2 separate regions of the Mus musculus genome follow, and region 2 is linked to region 1. Evidence: chromatin contacts called from public promoter capture Hi-C data. All regions are on one chromosome and are shown on one strand. The core of a region is the stretch at or near the end of the contact, and the rest is flanking DNA. Distances in the headings are between cores, read along the strand shown.

The links. Capture Hi-C pulls out chosen DNA fragments and counts their contacts.
Region 2: a promoter capture Hi-C map of adipose tissue shows a contact between it and region 1. The contact joins the promoter of Sfmbt2 here to the promoter of Itih2 in region 1. A contact is called at or near these places in 2 of 39 promoter capture datasets (hippocampal neurons and neutrophils), 2 of 484 Hi-C or Micro-C datasets (embryonic stem cells and muscle stem cells) and 4 of 9 other capture datasets (adipose tissue, embryonic tail, liver and 1 more).

What each region holds. Positions count from the first base shown.
Region 1 is chr2:10,127,365-10,132,871 of GRCm38.p6, forward strand. Itih2 (inter-alpha trypsin inhibitor, heavy chain 2) reads right to left here and starts at 3,319. Exons shown (of 21, transcript NM_010582.3): 1 at 3,118-3,319; 2 at 1,865-1,939; 3 at 411-443. The coding sequence starts at 3,213.
Region 2 is chr2:10,367,185-10,372,691 of GRCm38.p6, forward strand. It overlaps Sfmbt2 (Scm-like with four mbt domains 2), which reads left to right and starts at 3,267. Exons shown (of 23, transcript NM_001198808.1): 1 at 3,267-3,368.

The DNA of each region.
Region 1 (5,507 bases), core at 2,069-4,568:
CTCTTGTGATCAGAAGGTCTACTCTGAACCTTTCAGGAACTTGGGCCATGCGGCCTGGTATCACGTGGCTTCCCATAGCCACAAATATCAGGTATCATGTTTTTAAATCAAAGCTATTAAGTTGGTATTAAATGCATATTGATGGGTGAAACCTATATCCTTAGTAAGACCTGAGAAGACAGGAAAGGCGTATGGGTCTCAGTGGCATCTGCTCTGCCTGCAAGCACTGTACTCTTCAATACTGTGTTTCAGAAGTACTTCCAAACAGAATTGGGCAAGGGAAAGTTTCAAAAGTCAGGTAAATACCTCCAGTGACGGAGACAAAGGAGACACCTGGATTGGTTTCCAGGTAATAGATAACAGGAAAATCACCCACACACCAATCTGTGATGCAACCAAAGGAAACTCACCGTCTCCTCTCCGGATTCCTCAGGAAGGCTTCTCTGCAGAAGGAAGTTAGAGAGACAGTCATCCTTCAGCCGTGTGTGGCTTACTACCTCAAGGCAAAAACCCCACGTTCTCAGTCAGAGAATTATGTTGCTTCCATACTGTGGCATAACTTAGTCATTGAAGTCAAGGCAAAAAAAAAAAATGGAGTATTACAGAAAATGGTTTTCCCATGTGTGAGTTTCTCTGAACAATCTTCTCAGCCGTCTTTGTTGGGATGTGTGCTGCTCTGTGCTAGAGTATTGTTAAAGCTTTCAGGTCACCGCTTTAGAAGAACTTAATGAGATTTTCTGACCCTTCGCTGTTTATATAGCGGTAGGCATTTCCCTTTAGAGCTCTCACCTTGCTCACAATGATGCATGGCTTTAGAGTCTGCCTCATCCTCTTAGACTAAGCTACGTGAGAGCAGAGACTTAGGTGTGTTTCCTACAGTGTTAGCTCCAGAGCCACACATGGTGAATGGTTACCTTGAAAGCTCTATGCCCTTAGCTACCACGTTAGATTAGCCACATGAGACCGGTGAGCATAGACAAAGATTTCCACCTTACTTTTGAAAGGTAACCGTTAGGTTAAGAGGCATGGGTAAACACTTACTGTCTGAGGGATTACAAAGAAATGTCCAAGGTTGTGTGTGAGCAAATTTTGGATCAGATGATATTTTAATGGATGCTGTGTGACACAGGTCAGGACTGCCTTTTTGCAATCCTTGAGATACTCTGTTTCTGAGCTGACCTGGAGTTTTCCAGGTAGTTCCAGCTGGCCCCAACTTTGTAATAATCCTCCTGCCTCAGCCTCCAGAGTGCCGTGATTATACGCATCACCATACTCAGCTCTTTTAGATGTTTTGACACAGTGGTTAATGGCTAAGTTTTCTCTCCAGAGACATGATACAAAGTCCGGCCTACTGGGTTTCTAATCTATAAAAGCTGGACTTTAGAAAGTCAAACATTCATAGCCAGACAAAGCCAGTTTTCTCTCAGCTTAGCGTTACTTCCATAAACACCCCTTTTCTCAGTATGTGGGCTCTGTGTGAGAGAAGCCAAACCCTTGTTGGCACAGCAGAGCTCTCCCTCCCCCACAAAATAGGAGATTTCCCAGGTCATCTCAGCAGCTTCCAAGATGTCTAGTTCTTTGGACCAAAGTTTCTCCAAGCTGCTCCCTTTGACAAAATAGCCAGAGGAAGGAGAATGGGTGATTTTACTAAGTGCCCTTTACCGGTAGAAACTTCTGGAAAACAATGTCAAAGTCCCTATGTACAACACCTTGATAATATTCTACATGACTGTAACAGTATTGGACTACTCTCCATTAGGAAAAAAAGGCACAAATTTTTAAGAAAATAGAGTCATCTTTTATCTTGTCTCCATTCATGGTCTCTTACACTTACTTTCACCATTTGGAATTGAGTTTACTCTACCTGATGTCTTCCATTCTCTTGCACAAATGGGAGTTTATCTGGGGCCAGTTCCACAAGATCACTGTATTCTGCAAACTAAAAAAGATAATTGTGGATGCTCATTTCTTTTAAAAGTCATCTACTGTAAAGAGGCATTCATTATACTATTTCTTTATATTCATTCCTCTGTTGTTAGATTATCTTATTTTTGATACAACAATTTCTTTAATATGTATATTTGCTAGTGAAGTCTCAAATTTGTTGGGTGTGAGAATTCAGGTTTGAGCTTGCCTGAACGTGATAGGGCAGCTATGTAATCAGATGATAAAAGGTTCCCAGGAGAGTACCTGGATGGATTTAGGGGGACTTAATCAACAAATGTATGAAAAAAGGGCTGCTTAGAAATTACCAGAAAAAGACTAACATGTTTGGGTGTTTTACCCTCAATGTGAGATTTCTGACACTTTCTTGTGGTTTCCAAAGTGTTGGAAAATATGATAGTTTCTAAGCAGAGTGATTTTCTCTCCTGAAAACATACTGGGTTTTTTTTTTTCTTCAGTATTTTTCTGTGCAGTCCATTCTGTGGTATTCTCTAAAATAATCCTGTAACACATGTTTCTCTGCCAGCCCAGAAGTAGCTCTAATATGATATTCAGAATGTCTCAGTTAAAAGTTTCTGCTATACTGGGGTGTCTGACGGTCTCAAGTGGAGAGCTGAAACCCATGGCTGTCATTCCTGAATTTTGCCAGCTCTGTTGCCGCCTTCTTTTTCAGAATACTTAATTTGTTCTTATTACAAAAATAATTGTTCGCTTACATATAAAAGACAATGATGCTTTGAGAATGGCTAAGTAAAAGAGTAACAATATTATTTCTAACTAACAGGACTAGCAATCACTGCGCAGTACTAGTCCATGTATGGTACCTGTATGTATGGTACCTGGTAGTTTACATACCCCTCTTAATTGGCACTGAAGTTTGGAATAGGTCTGTTATTACATATGATTTTATATAAGGAGTGGGCAACTATGCTCTATAAATGCTACATAAATATCTGACCACCGGATTTGATTTAACTTTCATACAAAAATCTGATAATGTCTTAGTAAGCAGCTGCATTTCATAATCATAATCAGGACGTGGCAGCAGGAGGAAGAACATTCTCTCAAGTTTCTGTCCTATTTCAGAGCAAGTTCATTGACTAGGAATGGCATTCAGCCATTTGCAGCCTGTTTGTCCAGGCCAATAGCAAGGAGTCCTGCAACAGTACTTACTTCTGAGTTTCCGTTTATGGGGATTTCGAAGGCTTGTGCTTCCAGAAGAAACAGCCAGATGAGAAGGCACACAGGCCGCTGCATTTTGCTGGACATCTGTGCCAAGCTCCCCCGAGCAGATGGTCTGGGGAGAACTCCCCACCTACGGAACCAGGTTAGCAGGAACTTGTCTGTTGATGAGAGCAGATCGTTTTAAAAAGAAGAAAAAAGAAGAAAGAGCACTAACTTTGCTCAAATTCAGGACAAATATTTGTTCTGGAACTCAAACCTGAGCTGTGGGGGTGGAAGGGAAAGCTGGGGTTATTCAAACAGCAAGGCCAGGAGCAGTTCCTGGGCTGTGAGCATGAGTCAGGGTCAAACAGCAAGGCCAGGATCGGTTGTGCATTCCTCTACCCTTGATTTTGTTGATTTTAATTGATCTCAAAATCAGAGAGACTTGAAGATAATTATCACCCTCTGTAAATGTTCAAGTAAGGCACTATATTAAGGAAGTAACCCAGAAAGAAGAGCTAAACTCACAGTGTCTGGAGATAAAAAAAAAAATTGTTTAAATAGCAGCAGGAGGGCTGGAGAGATGTCTCGGTGATTATGAGCACTGGCTGTTCTTGCAGAGGACCCAGGTTCAATTACCAGCACCCACATATTGGTGCACAGACACACACAGTCACACACACACACACACACACACACACACACACACATCAATACAACACACACACACACACAAAATAAATTAATCAAAAAACATTAAAAAGAGAACAAGAGGCATTTAGAAAAAATAAGAGAAGAAATGGAGTGATTCTCTGAAAAGAGAATTCATGGTTCCCTTCTTCCCCTCTCACTTTGATAACTGGGCAGTTGCTACATGCAAGGAACAGGGGAGGTTGATGCAGGGGACCAGGGCTCACTTCTCAGGGAAAATATTCATGAACTGAAGTGTCCCCCTCTAGCTGCTCCTCATCTCTGTTGGCATAGTGGTTCCGTCATTCTTGTGAGTCATACGGTGAGAATACAAACTATGAATTGTAAAATTGTTACTATGTTATTACAACACCATGTCCTAACTTCTGGGAAGGGATTTAAAGAGAAAACAGGATGAAAAATCCATATCTTCAAAAGATGGACAACAAGCCCGTTGGTAAATAAAGGGAGAGAGCTAAGCACCTAGCGGGGACAGTTAATAGACTTAACTCACATAGTGCACACCTCAGTGGAGGCTTTATTATGTACTGGGTACCAAATCCATAAGAGAACGCATGGGGATCATCCTGGGATCACTCACTACAGTAGCAGAGTAGGACAGAAATGCACTGGATGAGGGACAAACTAGGTCATGCGCAGTACAAGGATGGGATCCACTGACCTGGAGACGTGGAGAGAAGGTGGGGCTTTATTAGCTGGGTCTACAAGGATAGGGGTGATTGCTACAGGCTCATTGTAGCAATGCTCTTAGGAAGCAGGATGAGCATGACCCAAGGAAGAGGGGATATATCAATATGTCAGGAGATGGAGGGAAAGAAGAAGGAATAGGCAAATGAGAACACAAGTATCAGGCCAGAGGAGCCTGGATTCTGCACTCCAGGCAGAAAGACCTCAATAGAGATAGAACGGGAGAGGACAGATGGTACCCCCTTTTAATAAAGGACACTTTGGGTGTGGCTCAGATGATGAATGTAGCAAGGCATGAACTCAAGGACCTACTTCAGAGACTGACACTCCTTTTGAGATAGCCTGAGGTCCTGGACCAAGGCAAAGACAGTGCAGCCAGCTTGAGATGACAGTTGGTTCATGAGCTAGTCACATAAAATGCTAGATGTCAATATGAAATGGTAGGAATGCACACTTTCCAAGCATTTACCTTTGATATGTAGATGTGTGTGTGCTAATTATTGCCAACTAATGAAAGCACTGTGCTGACTAATGAGGCTGTGTGTTGACAGCTGTAAGAAAATCATATAGACAGATAAATAGCCAAGACATCATGGTGATTATCGGATTGTCTAGCTTTGGGGCAACTTAGAATTTCCCCTTTACAATAGTAGTTAAAAATCTGTCCTTTTAGGTCACACCTGCTTCTACTATTTGCTCACTCTGGGATAAGCATCATCTCCCATTGCTGTAGACTGAATTGTGTCCCTCTCAGATTCATAGACCACACCTACTATAGCAAGAGTAAAGAAAAAAATGACAGTTAAATGATGTCAGAGGGGTGAGGTCCGTGATCCAGTAAGAGTTGTGTCCTTATAAGTTTCCCCATGAAGACTCAATAAGAAAGCAGCAGTGCATAGATCGAGAAGGACCTTCCTATGGGAAGCTAACCAAATGGTAACTGGATCTTAGACATTCATCCTTTAGAACGTGAAGAGTAAATTTCTATTATTCAATCTGCT
Region 2 (5,507 bases), core at 2,017-4,516, 240 kb after region 1:
ATAAGTGAGCTTAAGGTTAGCCCAGGCTATAAGAAATCCTATCTCAAAGTAAAAGCCCCTCTTTTTTTCTCCTCAGAGAGTAGAGGAATACAAAGGGCCAGAAGCAGAAAGCGAGCATCTATATCTTTCCACTTAATAGTACTTACCAAATAATCTTAGTAATCTTTCTGGATTCCAGCTCTCAAAATGGCTGGACCTGAGCCTTCAGGACAGGGAACAAGTTTTCCAAGAGAAAACATTGTGAAGTATGATGTATGCGTCACTGTCATCCTCCGGTGTTCAAGCCAATAGCTGTGAAAATCCTAAGTGATCTTTGTCCGAAGGATTTTCAGACTGACACTCTATAAGCAAGCTCTTAGCTTTTTCAGCAAGTTGTCCCATGACTTTCTAGGAACCATGTACTTTTAAAACATTTCGTTTATGCTTGCCCCTTCTTTCTTTCTTTCTTTCTTTCTTTCTTTCTTTCTTTCTTTCTTTCTTTCTCTCTCTCTCTCTCTCTCTCTCTCTCTCTCTCTCTCTCTCTCTCTCCCTCCCTCCCTCCCTCCCTCCCTCCCTTCCTTCCCCCTTTTTCTTTTTTTAAAAACTCTTGTCAAAGGAAACAGAAATGTCTCCCCCCCCCCCCCCCCAAGACAGGGTTTCTCTGTATAGCCCTGGCTGTCCTAGAACTCACTCTGTTAACCAGGCTGGCCTCAAACTCAGAAATCCGCCTGTCTCTGCCTCCGGAGTGCTGGGATTAAAGGTGTGCGCCACCATACCCGGTTCAGAAATGTCTTGAAATCACACAAGTAGCCATAGCAGTAAGGAATCTCTAAAATTTCTACAAATATATGAGATTATATGCAAATATATGAGGTGGTTATATTTTGTGGACATCACTATAATGAATGCATTAATAATTCTTTATCTATGTGAGGATGCTCTCTGTCTCCAGGTATTTTTCAAAAATCACCTTCATGACTGGTACTCTCACCTCACCCCTGGACATGCTAGAGGCAAGGTAAAACTTACACAGTCATGGTAACAATAGGAGGGAAGTCCAGAAAGAAAGACATATGATCCAAAGAATAACTTCCCAGGATAGTCAGGTGAAGAAGAGCCTATAGATCTGTTCACTTGATTTTTCTTTTCTCTCTTTCTGTGGCCCCGGAGTTTATGCTTTGCCCAACTGTGTGGAACTGGTAGTGATAGTGTCAGAATATTACAGAAAGCAATTTGTGGCTATGGGGTAAAGCAGACCACTAGATAATCTTTGGAGTCATAAAAGACTTTTAGGAACATCCAACCCTAACCCGGTGTGTTTATTTTAACTACAGGGGGAAACGCAGTTAGAGAGAGAAGCCGCTGGACTCCCAGAGGTAACACAGATAAGTAATGATAAAGCAGGGACCAAGGTCTCTTGATTCCTAGTACTTTGGCCAAGAACTGTAATGTTGACAAAGGACTGAAAAAGGAGAGAGAGAGAGAGAGAGAGAAAGAGAGAGAGAGAGAGAGAGAGAGAGAGAGAGAGAGAGAGAGAGAGAGAGAGAGAGAGAGAGAAGAGGAGAGAATGTAGACTTGGTGAGTTAGAAGGCTAATAGAGTGTTCTCTTATGTGGTCTAAGAGGAAACAAGTTTTGGGGTAAAGGTCCTTGGAAAGAGAAGATTGCACACATTTGTCAAATATTGGTTTTGGCTGTTAGCTCTCCTGCTTGTATGTAAGCTTCCATGACCTGCATCTTTAAGAAATATTTAGATACAAAGAGTCTGTGGAAAGTGGATTCTTCCTTGCTTTTGAAGGAAATGAGCATGTAAAAAAAAATGACTACATGCGGCTCAACAAATACACAACACTTATTTATTACTTATAACGCAACAAGATTTAAACCACTACATGCCTCTAATATAAATATAAACACACAGTTTTTTTTTTTAACCTTGTAAGTTCTCATGACATGATTCTTAGGAATTTACAGAATATAAAGGAGAAACTTTTCCTCTGTGAACTTTTCTAATTTTTTTCTGTGACATTAGAGAAATGGAAGAGCATATACATATCTTACAGTTAACAAAACTAATTTAATTACTTTTTAACACAGTGGTGAAATGAATGGCTTAGCCAGAATTTAGGAATGCAAGAGCATATATAGTCAGTGCTATCAGAGACTTATTTGAAGGGAGATTTTTCAGAAAGTGTTAATTATTTTTTAGTGAATCACTTAGTACTATTAATCGTGAGACTGAACATGACTTCTCCTGAGTTGGAGTGCATTTTGTCTTTGGAAAGGCAGTCTCTGCTTTCTCTACTTCTTTATTTCTTGGCAGTGGTTACTGTTTTATTGATTTGGAGTGGGTCCCGCATTTGGAGTCACACATCCCTAAAGGGTCTGGTTGTGAAATGAAAGTGGAAATTAGACGGCATTGGAACGGGACGAAGGAGTACCTTTAACTTCGGAGGGAACCTGCTAGCCACTTTTCATTGCCTTTTGGGTGCCCTGGGATAAAAGTGGGAGGTGGGTTAAAAAGAAACAAAAAACAAAACAACAACAGCAGCAGGAGCAACGATCACAAAGAAAAGCCAAAGGACATAAGAAAAGCCATGTGCCAAGAGTGAATTAAAAGTAAAGGATATTGAACTTGGAGACCGTTTGCTGTAGACATCATTGGAGTAATTTGTGTAAACAGTGCGGCCACTACGTGCAGTGACAGCGCAATGTTTTTTATTTCTTAATCATGACAGGTAGATAGATAAATACACAAATGAATGAATGAATGAATGGGTGGGTGGAACTCCGCGCCATTTGCTATAGATCCTTGGGCAGAATTACATAATGTGGGTCTGAATATCAACCATATAGAGATTGCTTAATTACTTTGTCGAATCAGGTAAGATAATCAGGTGTGTGTTTAAAAATTTTGATGGAACAACGTTCAGTGGGCAATCGTAACTTTAAACCAGGAAATAGACCCGCAACCCTTACCGCGTTGGTAGGTTACAACTCAAGCCTCGTGGCTGGTGGACTGATAAAATTCTATTTCCTTCCAAAGGGGAGCTGCCCGGAAGTCCTGGTAGGGAAGCTGGGAGCTAGGTGGGCGGTCTAGGACGCACAAAGGAGTTCTGCTGCCTAAGGCGTCCAACGCAACCACAACCTGAGGCTTTGGAGAGTTGGGTTGGACAACCTAGTGTGAGTTGAGAGCTATTCCGGTCTAAGAGTGCTTTGCGCTTGGTTATTGGGGGGAGGAGGGAGGGAAGGGGGAAGGACAGGACCCTGACCACTCCCCTGGACGGAAGCGCAGGTTGGGTCTTGTGGGTCTAAGCCTCTAAAGGTGACTTTGAGCCTCTTTCCCACCTCTTTCTGAAGGATCAGCTGCGAGTTGAAGGAGTGAGAAGAGGTAAGTTGGGACTTTGAGACCTAAACCTGGACATACACTCTGGAATCCTCGGATTCTTCACCTGAGACCACCTTGGGTTAATAAAAGAAGCAGTTGCGGGTGTAGATGGGATGAATAATGTTCAGGGACGGGATTAATTTATTTTTGAGAAGTTTCTGCCGTCAGGAGTCTCCGACCTTAAGGATGATGAGCTCAAAAAATACATTGGTGTTCCTAAGAGTTGGACACCGGGAAGCTAGCTTCGGGAGTGGCAAACTCCGGCGGGTGATAAAAGTGTGAACCTCAGAGAATACTGATAAGCGAATGACTGGGGCCTTCAGGGTCTTAGATGGCTCTGTACTAAACGGAGGTGTATGGGCAAGGCGAGACGCTTTAGAGCTAAAGAATTCTCTAAAATGTGAAGGAAATATTCTCAGACTGGCAGGGCTCAGTCTTTTGTAACTTCCACCACGCTTTCCGAATCTCTGACTTTCGCCCACCATTCCCTCCCACCCCCCACCCCTGAGGCCCAATAATGGCGAGAGCCATTTCTGCGCTTCTCCCTTCTAGATTCTTCCAGATGACCTAAAGCCTCATAGTTGGTGATGTCTCCCGCGCAAAGTTAGCCTCTGGCCCCGTCACTCTATTGGCGGTTCCTAGCCCTCACCACTCCCTAGGGAACCACGTGTGGGAATTTCGCTGGGATGTTAGGATCAGGGAGGGTGACTAAAAATCTCAGTATGTAGTTGTTTTTTCGGAGAGTGGTGTAAGGGATAGGTGGGCAATAGAAGACTACGGAGTGGAAGATTTTTTTTTTTTTTTGAAGTCGGGGTTGTAAAGGCAAAGACCTTGAGCAATTGTGTCTTCTGTTTCCTAGTCGATAGAACCAGCTCTATATTCGCTCTACTGCTTCCCAGCTTCATAAACGGTGAGTTTTGTCTACCTGGGCATCTCCAGCTTTTCTGTATAGGGGACATTTCGTTTGTGTTCCGTACCACCATTGCGCCCAAGGCCCGGGAAGCTCATTAGCCCTTGCGCCACGCCCGTGAAAAAGTGCGGGTAGACCCCGCAGATCAGATTGGGCGGATCTTCCGCTCCATTCCTATAGATCATGAAGGACCTGGTTTTTCTTGATATGGGCCAGGGAAACCCCACCCTACGGGAACCTGTCCTGGCCAGGTGTCCCACCAGAAGCCCAGCGAGCTTCGTCACTCGCATTCCTGTAGATTGCAGCTGGTAGATCCCCGGCAGTCCAAACTTAACTCCCAGCATTTTTGGGTGTGGTACGGGCCCAAAGAAAACCTCTTCTTCTCTCCCCCAAGAACAGATTTTTTTTTTTTTGAGAGTCTTCATATAAAAGCACAATTAAAGTACAGGGTGGGGTAGACCAGACGGGACCTTCGATTTTGTTTTTAGGGTCCCCCATTCTCCTCACTTCAAAAACTCTTGGACGGGTAAAGCACGAGATTATGCTCTAGGTAGACCAGGGGATTGCAAACCTAGAAAACAAACAACAGCTGAGAAATTGGGGTGTGAGTCCAGTTGTCGGGGCAAATGGGTGTTCGGGTACGCTTGCGGTGTGAACTTTCTACGGATCACTTGTGGAGGGAGTTGAAGGAAAGGAGGGAAGGGAACCGCCCCAGGGGTCCTCGTGGCGAGGTCCGTGCTCACTGGGGGAGGTGTCTACCTATGCCTGGGCGGGGGGAGGGGGGAGAGGCGGGGGGAGGCGGGGGGGGGCGGTGGGCGGGGGGAGAGTGTCACCTTGTGGGCGGGAGAAGGAGTCTACCACGAAGAGCAGGCTAATTGGCTCGAGACATTTTGCGAGCATTGGAAAAAGGTCGTTGAAGGAGTTCGCTCTACAGAGAAAGAGAGAAATCTTAAAAAAGAGTGCCGGGCATGCGCATAGAGAGGATGCCATATTGGAATGAGGCTGTAGTGGGAGCTGGAGGACCCGAGCGGGCGCGCTAGGGAGGCGGCGGGTAGAGAGCGAGCGAGCAAGAGAGGGCGGGTGAGCCGGACCCGCGCCCACTCCGGTCGCCCCCGGGGGCCAGGTTCCACCATTCCTGGCAGGACAAACTTAATCAGGTAGGACGCCGCCCCAGACACGGTCCCCTCGTCCAACCCGGCCCGCGAGCAGATCTCTGGCCCGCAGGTTGAGTG